Regions from separate parts of the Zea mays genome. Here region 2 is linked to region 1. The links are chromatin contacts, called in public Hi-C maps. All regions are on one chromosome and are shown on one strand. The core of a region is the stretch at or near the end of the contact, and the rest is flanking DNA. Distances in the headings are between cores, read along the strand shown. Region 1 holds the start of LOC103627164 (F-box protein At5g50450). Region 2 overlaps LOC100285117.

Region 1 (5,720 bases), core at 2,145-4,644:
ATACAATACTATATATAGATTATTCATAACATATATAGTACTATATATTGTTAGCGATACAAGCACAACCAGGCACAAACACATAGTCGTGCAAAGTTTTGTGAATAATCACACTTTCATGCTCCTATACGTACCTCCTCTACGTGTTGCAACCTAGCTCAAATTTCAAATTCATCTTTAAATTCTTGCTATGCATATCGTTAAATGCGGGTAACACCTTGCCAAATAGGGCCACCTGTTGATAAGGAAGAGAAAACCTCAAACGAATAGACAAAAAAATGCTTTCCTTGACAACGACTAGAACAAGGATACCACTCGCTGCCAAAATTTAATGTAGCATTCACGTGTGGAAGGGCAGACTTGTCAAAAATGCTAACGCCGTGTAGGTGATAACGGTGCCAAGTGTACGACGTTAGCATGATGATTGAACGGAACCCTGTCGTGTTACCAACGGAGAAAAGGTGTTTAATTAGTGTTCACGATGAGGCACATACGTTTCTACTCGTGCAAACTCGTTCATGTTTGATATTGGCATTCTATTCTCTTCTCTAATTCGGGAGTATAATAATTTTTGTTGCTTCAATAGATTGTTTGTGAGTTGATGCATATAGAAAATATACAAAATATGCAAAACCTTTTTTACACTTTGTAAAAAGATAGAAAATTTGTGAATAATGTATGCATACTAAAAACACACAAAAATCCTTAGCGTGCCATCGAATGTTATAGAAATTACTCCACCGTTGAAAATGTTATCACTCCTATTGCGAGACTGCAATAACAACGTACTAGAGACTAAATTGTCACTTGATCCATTTGTCAAATATCTCTCTATCTCACGTGCTCTCTCTCCCCCCTTTATTTCCATACATTCACTCTCGTCTCTAGCCTCCCAATGCTCACACCACATCCCTAATCCGTTAGCCAAAAACATGCTAGCCTCCGAGAGCTCGACTTCGGCCATGCATATGACCCACAATCCTAACATATCCTCTTATCCACCTCTTCACTCACAAGCCTCACTTGAGTTCAATTCAAGGTGCATTCTCTACCTCTAACCATTTTTGCGCTTTAAAGCCAGCTCTGCTCCAACTAAGCCCAAACCTTTTTGTTTGCAGACCCTAAATATCACCTCAACTCTTAAACACCATGATTGGTATGGTTGGGACATTTAAACTTACTAAGCTTCTCACTTCTAATCAAAGTATAATCTTTTGTTTGTAACTTCCTGATGCATATTTAGTGACGACTAAACACCCACATTATACATACAAGCACATTAGAGAATGGGGGTTCTACACAAACATGGTCAACTACTCATAACACAAGAGTCTTGGGTTCAATTATGTTAACAAGAAGCATTCAAACATTTGAATGATCCACAACATAAGGTCCATAGTGTCACAAAACATTTAATGAAGGATGTTTTTTCATGGAAATCATTTGGCCCATCATCCAAATGGAGGGAAACAAATGCCACCCACCCTATAAGCACTTTATGCTCACAATCATGTGGGCCAAATAAGATCATTTGGGCACACATTCTCAAGGCCCATGTGCGTCACTTTCTAGACGAGTTCACTTGTCACTTATTGGTTTTATTTTCTCCATTTATAAAACTTGGGCCTTCTACATATATGTTACTATACTCTTTCTCTTCTTTTGCGGTTGTCCCGCATATGGGCTAAGGACATTCTCAATGGTAATGCCAAATCGCTAATGTAATTGGGTAGACACTGAAAACAATAAAAAATACAAGAAGTATGACGTGACTCTACATAGAGCATTCGATTTGAGAGATAGAGCTTTTTTGTGGTTCATGTAGACTAGTGAGTTTAGACACGCTAGCGTGTTATTCTCCTCCATTATGCCAGATGAAACCGTATGTAAGCTATCAGTTTAGTAACCGTTGTGGATACCCTAAGTAGATGCAACTTTTTGTGTGGTTTGAGGATACACGTGCATGGGGTGAAATGATGAGTTTTTTTGTCGTGATGTGGATTGATGACTGACGTTAGCATGCAAGAAGTTTGCATTGTGCGATACTAGTCCATTATCCCTACAAATATGAACATTTTCTTTATTTGGCATTAATCTTTGTTTTGCAATGTTTATCATAAATCTAACATAACATGATCCATATTGTATACTTTTGGGAATACTATTCTTACTATCAATTTATATGTCAGCGATGTTAACCTAACCTACAAATGAAGTTCTGCAAAGTTGCTACACTGTTTGTGCACAAGCTATTATATATTAGATGTATAATAGAAACTACTATCATCCCCACCACATAAATTATTAGTACAAGAGGCGTTATCTATAAGCACAAGTTGCTCGCGGTCATACAACATATTTTGCTACACTACCTTGGTTTATATAATATCAAGAACTAATAAGGAATATTGTATCAATACAGTTTTGTATTGGGGTATTTTTAATTGTTCTCATGGCGAACCTGTATTTTTCAAATTATATTTTTAATATTCTTTTATGTTGATAGCATTTTCTCTATGAGATTTTGTTGTAATTCCTCTGATAATTTCTTAACGATCACTCAATCTATGTTTGGATGGTTCTTGTTGCACAATTGAATTGTTGCTATGGCAAAACACTATATAATTTTGTTGTCATTCTTTTTTCGAAAGCATGCAAAGAAGTTTGTGCATCTTTGGATGAAGATCGAGAAAATGTTGAAGTTGCAAGGACACACTACTATGGGCAGGGTGTTGTTTTACAATTCGGGTTGCTCCCCTAGCAAATTAAAGATGGGGCTTAGGCGATTACTCACGAATAAGCTGTCTAACTTAGAGTCTCCGACGTCAATACAGCGGTCCGCCTCTTGCTTGATCAAGGAAAGGATTTGCTAGACAGGTGTTGTTGCTACTCAAATTTGTTTTTAGGTGTTTCCATCTATGATGGCAGGTTTAAAATGTCCCCATGTGACTATATATTACATGTTGTTCTTGTCAAATACCGTACCACACAATCTAGCTACATGTTCTTTTCTAATATGCTCTTGTGGCATGTTTGAATTGTTTCCAGTAAAAGTACATCTATCATTCTTGTGGTATGTTTTAACATTTCGCATCGTAATTTGTTTTAACATATAATGAAGTGACTATATATATGTTTTAACATTATTTCTCATCTTTCTAATGAACTATTAAATCGCATATATGTTTAAAATTCAGTGTCTTAGTGGTGGCCAAAGTTAACGCAAGAGCGCCCACGTACGAACAAGCTTAGGAAGGCCGTGGGCCTGTTGGGGGGCATGCAAAACGTTCGATTCGAAGCAGCAGGCGAACGGCTGTCCCGGACGGAGGACATGCCGTCGATCCTAACTAACGGCGCGCGACCCCGGGGGGCAGCAGGGGTTTTGGGTAAACTGGCCGCGCGCCGCATCTGCGTGCCCACCCCGCCTCCTCCCCTCGCTATAAATAGCACCGCCATGGCCAGCCTCCGCTTAACTATCTCCATCTTCTCTCTTCACTCCGAGGATCGGAGTGAAAGGAGCACTAGCTACTGGCAGTATGGTGAGTCTGTGTCTGCAGGCGAAGAGGCCTCGGGTGGGGGCGGCGCCACGGGTTGTGGCGAACCAGATGGGGGCGTTCGAGGTGCTGCCCCAGGAGCTGATCCTCTCCGTGCTCACCGCCCTGTCGTCGGCCGCGGACAAGCCCGCCGACCTCTTCAACGTCATGCTTGTGTACGTGCACGCGCCGGCCGGACCCCATGCATCCTAGCCTAGCTAGCTACATGTTTTTTTTTTTGGTTTGCTCTCTGATTCTGCTGGAAGAAGGCACAGCATGACATGGACGAGCCCATGCATGCTTGGAGTAATTAATTGTTGATTATTACTAGCTCCGCTTCGAACCATGGCATGCAGGTGCCAGGAGTTCTGCAGGCTGGTGACTAACCCGCAGGTGATCCGGGCGGCGTCGGCGGCGTGCGTGTCCGTGCTCCCGCGCAGGTGGTGCGCAGCCGCCGACCGTTTCCTCCGCTTCTGCGGCGACAACGGCAACGCGGACGCCAACTTTTTCCTCGGCATGGTGCGTCGTCCCGGCCCGTGTGTCTCATTCCCGTCTCCCGAGTACTATAAGTGGTCCTGCGTGCTTGTCTTTAGTAGTCTACTACGCGGACAACGAACGCACATCACATAAACTGAAGTGAATACATACTGATCGATTGATGGATGCATCCATGTCCATCGATCGGGGATCTTTCGGCTTCTCTCTGTCTGCACGCACCCGATCGACACACACAGATCCAGTTCTACTGCTTGGGGCTCCAGACCCATGGGTGGTCCCGCATGCTGATGGCGGTGCGGTCGGGCCACGCGCACGCCGCCTTCGCCGCGGCCGTCGTCTACTACAACGGCAGCTGCATCGACCACAACCAGAGGCAGCCGCTGGCGGCCGCGAACCTGTTCGCGCTGGCGGCGTGCCGCGGCCACATGGGCGCGCTGCGCGACCTGGCCTTCTGCGTCAGCAACGGGCTGGGCGTGCGGCAGGACGCCGAGGCCGGCCGCCGCCTCACCTTCACGGCCAACCTGCGGGAGTTCCGCGCCACGTACCCGACCGCGGCGGAGCAGGCGGTGGCGTACGCCCACGTGGTCGGCAACCCCGGGTGCCTCACCAGCGAGCTCGGCTGCTTCACCACCGTGCCGGCCAGCCTGCGGGGGTGGGCGCACCCGGCCAACCGGTTCCTGTGCGACTGGTTCTCGGCGAACCCGCTGCCGTTCCCGCCGCGGCGCCTGCTGCTCATGTGCTCCATGCCCACCTGCGGCCGCCCGGAGACGCGGGGCCTCGAGTACCGCCGCTGCCCCGTCTGCGGCATCGCGCGCTACTGCTCCCGCTCCTGCCAGTCGCTGCACTGGAGGATGGGCCACACGCGGGAGTGCGTCCCCACGCACCAGTGGCTCATGGAAGCCATTGCCAACCACGCCGTCGTCAATGCCGACGACGGCGCCAATGCTGCTGCTATGCCCGCTGTCAACAATAATAGCGCCACTCACCACAACAATCTCGGTGGTGCTGCTGCTGATGCTCCTGCTCCTAAGTAGACATGCGTCGACGAGCCGGCCCGCTAGCTATTCACCAGCGCTAGCTACTACACCTCTCCTATCCTATGTTCTCAGTTAACTTTCTGTCAGACAGTAGTTTTGTTTTCCTTCGTGTAATCGCCTAGATATATATATTTCCATTTCTAAAATATATACCTGTGAGTTTTCTATATATGCTACTAGTTTTAGTTTATTATGCTTGGACATGCCGCCCATGATTATGCATGCTTTGCTGCGCATTACTATCATCTTCTTATAGCTGATGATGATATAGTTGCGGTAGTACATACCCAAACTCATCCAGAAATTCAGTACTACGCGCACCGAACCACCGTAGCACGCCATCAAACCAAGTCACACGTCATCTAGTCAAAGACAAATGACCTGGCGCACGTTTCTTGCGAGCATCAATAAAGCTCCTTTAATTTCGTGTACGACAGTTGTCGAATACTAACACAAAAAAAGAAGGATTATTTTACGTAATATATGAAACTGTAGTAATAATGCACTGTGCACCAAGGTTCAAAATTAATAGCGGAATCATTTTTTTCAGGCTATAAGGCTATTGCGCAGCTATAGCCGGATTTATAAAAACATGTATAATTTATGCAAAAATATGGAAGTCGAGCGATATGTTTCTAAGGCGGCTCTTGAA
Region 2 (5,720 bases), core at 1,584-4,083, 280 kb before region 1:
ACAGGCACACATGCATCTTGTTGATCTTGATTTGGCAGAGGCAGATATCAAGAAAGCTCTAGAAATAGATCCTGACAACAGGTAATGCTTTGTTGGTACTGCTTACTTGATTAAATTACAGATCCCACACCCCAGACATGGTAATATGTAGTACTGAAGTTGGCTTAATGAAAATCCTCTGAGAATAATTTGCCAGCTAATTCTGTTACATATCATATTTTCAATGCAATCAGGGAAATCAACAGTTGATATCAATCAAACATGCAATCGCACCTCAGTCTTTTGCGATATGTGTTTTTATGCAGAAACTTTAACCTGCGTGCTGATACAAGTAAGATATAACTCATTCTCTTCATCAGGGATGTGAAGATGGGGTACAAGAGGCTAAAGGAGAAGGTCAAGGAGTACAAAAGAAGGGATGCCAAATTATATGGCAACATGATTTCCAAGTTGAGCAAGCTTGAAGACACGGAAGATAATGTAAGTTCCCTCTGACCCTCGCCCCACCTTGCCTTGTGTGATACCTTGATGGCCATTGGTCTAACTGTAAATTTGGTGTTGTTGCTGGTTCAAGGGCCAAATGAGTCAGGCAGTAAACAAGAAGCGTGAGCTCTTATGGCCACTGGCGGAAATGCTTAGGAGATTCTTCACTGCCGATGGTAGCAAGGGTTCCACGCTGTGGCTTGTGCTGAGGCTATTGATCCCGGTAATAGTATTGGTTGCAGTTTGTGTGGGTTACTTCATGCACAGCAGTGTTGAAGAGATAGACTGCATCAACTGTTAGTTGAGCAGGGTATCTGTGCTCACCTTCTGTCCTTTTTCAGGTGAGTGTTTATCGTTGTATAGATCTGATGAGTACTACACGTATTTGTTGGTTGTGTGGGTTGAGGACTTGAGGGCGAAGTATTCACGTGTACTGTACTGTTAAACTTGACTTGTCTAATAGTTGCTTCCACTGTCTCAAAAAGAAAGATAATCTTGTTTTTTCAGTTGTCAATCAATCATAAGTTTTACTAGATCTATAGAAATATTATTTACATATCTATATAAACAAGTTTACTACCAAAATTTATTATGTGATTTAATCAAATGACTTATTACTTGTCAAACTTGAGTTCATTCAAGTCTGGAAAAGTGAGCTTTATAATCTTTTTGGACTGAAGGAGTATACTAAAGTAAGTCTTTATAGCGTCTTGGTATTGTGCTATGTTGCTATCGGATTTTGCAGCATATCCTGCGCTTGAACAAAATAAATTTTCTGGTAACAATTCAGTTTTGAATTGGAAATCCTAAACCCACCGATAGAGCGGCATGCCGCATACACGAGGTGCAATTGAATGTAAAAATATGTATGTGGTCTGTGTGCTGCCCGCTTATTTATACCATTATATAATTTACCAGTTTACACTTTATAAAATACATCTAAACAAATCACCTCACATCTATAACCTCCACTAAATTTACCAAATAAATTGAACTCAGGCTTAACACATCATTAAAATCAACGTTTCATATTGCTGGATAACATTCTCTTTATTAATCACTCAAATTCAGTGGATAATATTATTTAAATCATTCTTCATCCCTCTCCCACGTGACCCTGATGTCCCCTTCCCCTCACTCGTGCCACAGTCGACACTTGCCTTCCCTTTCGCGGAATCGTAGCGTTAGCACATGCTATATGCTACTATATTTTGATTTACTAGTGCAGACTCGTGCATTTTTACGGTTTTTATATATCAATTAGATAGACCTTACTTAAATGAGATATTTATTCAAACACGATCTAAACTTATAGATTTCTAGATTGCATCAAAGGAAGACAACCGAGAACTAGGACAGGGTCTATGCAAACCGGTAGTCAGCACGCCTCTAGATCAAACCAAACCAATTTTGAGTTAGGTGTGTGACGATGTCATCCTTATCGGCTCGCGGGTCCGGCAGTACACCTCGCGCATATCTAAACACACGCTCCAGGGGTCGGATCGCGTGAATTGGTGCACCCACGATTTTGCCCTAGAGACGATGGGCGGCGATGTGGTAAGGAGAGGCGGAGACAATAGACAACGAGGTATATGATGTGGGGTAAGACAAGATGAAGTTTTTTCTCGATTTTTTTCACGCTTGCGAGATCAGGGATAATGAGGGTGGAGGTACTAGACTATAGATCACAAAATGGGGCGTGACTGATGGGCTATCTGAGGTACGGTCCATTTAATAGTGTTGCAGCCCAGCCTAGCTTGACATGAATCAAACTGAACCCATGTCGGTTTGGTCGGAGAACTGTGTTGTGCCATGGCTTATTACAATATTTACAATATTTATTTTTTATATCACAAAAGTTAATGAACTCTAGTGGTTAGATGCCATGGCTTACTACTTCGACGTCTTGGAAGCGAACTGGCGTCTAGTTGAATTGGTTAGGTGGTCTGAGTAGCACTCCTCAGGTCCTGGGTACGACTATCTGTGGGAGCGAATTTTAGGCTGTGGTTAAAAAATCTCCTCGTCTGCCACACGCCAAAGCATAAGGTCTAAGGCTCGTCCTCGGTCGCGGTCGTTCTCACATGGGCTTCGATGCTAGTTTGTATGGGTGGAGCAGGGGTTCGGGAGTTTTCTCGACCTCTCTGAGAAGGTCTTCTTCTTATAATACAATACTCGGGGCTGTCTTACCCCCGCAAGTCGAGTTTTTTACTTCGACGTCTTGGGAAAATCCAGCGCCCCACACATGTTTTTTTCACGGTATTATTTTCGCGGTGGGAGTTGGGAGGGATGCAACGCTCGACATCATGCAGATAGGCTTGTGGATCCGGATCCTCGGCAGTCACGCAGTCGACTGCCAGGAAGCTGACAGGTGGGGTCTCCCAGCGTCGACGCGTGAGAGCAATCGACTGCCGAGGATCCCAATCCGTGTGGATAAACTTTAACTTAAATAGTACATATAGCGATAGAAGTGAAACCTTATAATTTGTGGTAATATTTAATCAAATTAAATGTAGGTTTCTTTTCTTTAGAAAATGAACATAGGAGATAAATTAAATGGCTTACCAGCTCACCGGATCCAACCGAAGCAGCCCACCAGGTAAGGCCTTGTTTGGTTAAATCCATCCCGGCCTGGATTCACCTGGATCAGGGTTCAATCCAGGCCACATTTCAAGCCCATAAAAAACTAGACCAATTTAATTTTTTTGTTCGGTCAGCCTATCTATGGATTCTGGCCCAACCACCTGGATTTTTTTTCAGTAGGGATGACCAGGATTGCATCCAGACCTAGCTCCCTCTGGAATAAAACCCACGAGGCGACGACATGGTCGTCTCCCCGAGGGCGATGGCACGCCTCTCATGTTTGGATTAAACGAACAACATGTTTGGATTAGAGTCATGGATTTAATTCTAGTATGGGATTGGGTGAGGGGTATGGATTCACCCAATCCAGCTTTGGATTAAATCCATGATGGAATTTATTTTATCCCCAACAAACCGAACAAGACCTAACTGATTGATACACTGGGAAGCAACCAACTAGAGAACCAATCGCACCAGCTACACGCGATTAAATGAGTTGATCCGTCCGTCGTCCGCAATACATAACATCAAATATTTAGTCATAGTTCAGTCATTCAAGATTTACTTCAGCAATTCAAAGTTTGCTTCGACCATTCAAGGTTTACTTCAACATACATCAGGAACAAATATGCAGCAATTCAAGTTTTTCTTTACCCATTTAAGGTTAACTTTAACACACAACAACAAAAAATATTAAGACATTCAAGGTTTATTTCAATGTAGAATTGGAACAAATATTTAGCCATTCATGGCGCATGGCACAAGTTCGGTCACGTTGCCCTTCGTCTTCCCTGTCTTCGATGTAAACATACAACTACCGAACCGCTGCACCAACTTATCCACTGTCTTCTTCTGCTAATGCAAACAATAGTTATTGGTAAAAATCTCAACAGATGGAGACCCTCCATAGGTCATCGTCGCTCACACAAACTTGCTGAGCGTGATAATGGCATCGGGAGTGAGCTAATGAAGATGAACTCCAAACTTCTCCAATACCTCAACCACGAAGTCATGGTACAACAGGTGAAGGCCATCAACGAAAAAGTCCTCGAAAACCACCCTCCTCATGGCTACGATGAAGCCTCCAATCCGGAGGCCTAACCAGCCGTCGCTAGAAAATATCCCATGCGCTCCATCGCTCTAATTCAGCGCTCCAAGTGCCAGGACTGTCCAAGCTCGAAAGTCTCCCCATTCCTAACTATCAAAGTCTTGAAGATGTCATCCATTGGTGGAAGTACGATGTCATCCGAGCCCGAGGAAGTTGAACTATTCGTCGGGGTTAATTTAACCGGTGACACGATGGAACTGGTAGGGTCGGTGAGAGGGGAAGAAGCAGGTTCCATGGCATGTTGGGAGTGGCTTCATCCAACTGTCTTGATCCTCGCTAGTCTAGTTGTCGAGCGACGGCAATCGCCGTCGGTAGAGCATAGACGATAAAAAAAGCGTGAGTGGAAAGGTGCAACAGTAAAAGTCGTGAGAGTAGGTGTAAAAACCCTACTACTGTCTTACCTTATATATGGCCACAAAACCGTACATTAATGGTCAAATCTCCTGCCCCCGGATCAGCTCAATTGACAATCGAGGACAACATTCACATCCTTCGTGCAAGACTTCAGGATCGACCCATCAAGTTGAGGCTCCCCTCGGGGGACTACTGTTAGGGCGAAGGTCGAACGTAACCTCAATCATGTTCATCGTTGACCCCGTTTGCGTACGCAGGGTACAAGAACAACGCAAATAGGTTCTAGGAACGAAGAATACGACAGTCTGCTCGACTCAGGGTCCATGGGCAAAGGGGGCTCGATCAACAACAGAGACGTTGGGTCAAAGGGGTCAAAGGCCCTCAAGAGCACGCTCTCCTCCCTCGCTCTAGAGCGGCCAACCTAGACCAAGGCAAAGGCTTAGATCTATCGACGGGCAACCGCTCCCTCACGACGTCGTTCCAAAGGATGGGGCAACATCGAAGACCTTGGGACGAAGGCCTTGGAGAATAGGAGTTAGAAGACTGCGAACAACTAACAAGAATCTAGTGGGCCCTTCGTCTACGCGGCAGGCCCACATGTCAACCCCTCTAGTGGGTGTGGATCTTTGTGTAACTTAGTTTAAACCAGTATTATTCCATAATTACCCCATTCTACAGTACGAGTCCATTATGCGCCAACGAGCACCCCAACAAGTCACCCCCCCGCGCGCGCGTGTGTGTATGTATGTACGTACGTACGTATGTATGAGAACCACATTCAGAAGCCATCCATCCAACAACATGACTTCGTGGAACCCTCTCCTACACCAAAAAACATGAGGAAGACGCTGAAATTAACTACAAGTGACAAAACAAAATCCTCGAACATGATATGAATAGAGATAGAAGACACCCATTAATGTTGAACCAATTCAAACACTGATGAGTTTCATGTTAGCTAAAAAATAGAAGTGGGAAGTGAGAACATAATGAACCTTGATGGACCTCTAGAGCTGTCAATTCTAAACTCTAGCATTGCTAAGATTTGAGGGGTTCTATAAGGATGAATAATTTAGTGGCTAGTAATCAAAAGGGAAAGTATCTAGATGACTAAAAATGAGCAACATAAGATAATGTTAGGGTTATTGGGTCTAGCATCCAAAAAAATGTTGACCCCATGGGGGTACATCATCTC

The links. Hi-C and Micro-C count contacts between places; a contact is called where the count stands out from the background.
Region 2: a contact with region 1 is called in a Hi-C map of tassel, with 2.7 times the contacts expected there. The contact joins the enhancer-like site here to the promoter of LOC103627164 in region 1. A contact is called at or near these places in 2 of 25 Hi-C or Micro-C datasets (endosperm and tassel).

Annotation. Positions count from the first base shown.
Region 1 is chr5:164,599,765-164,605,484 of Zm-B73-REFERENCE-NAM-5.0, reverse strand. LOC103627164 (F-box protein At5g50450) reads left to right here and starts at 3,394. Exons shown (of 3, transcript XM_008647468.4): 1 at 3,394-3,709; 2 at 3,890-4,052; 3 at 4,268-5,237. The coding sequence starts at 3,537. The coding sequence ends at 5,065.
Region 2 is chr5:164,874,889-164,880,608 of Zm-B73-REFERENCE-NAM-5.0, reverse strand. It overlaps LOC100285117, which reads left to right. Exons shown (of 12, transcript NM_001158012.2): 10 at 1-81; 11 at 360-480; 12 at 575-1,063. The coding sequence ends at 784. Among protein-coding and RNA genes, the nearest start is that of LOC100285117, 19 kb to the left of the region's middle. Within about 2 kb of position 2,833, at least 7 of the 20 cell types and tissues checked have an H3K27ac peak or open chromatin away from gene starts, as enhancers often do. A contact at or near this core is called in tassel, where this site is marked.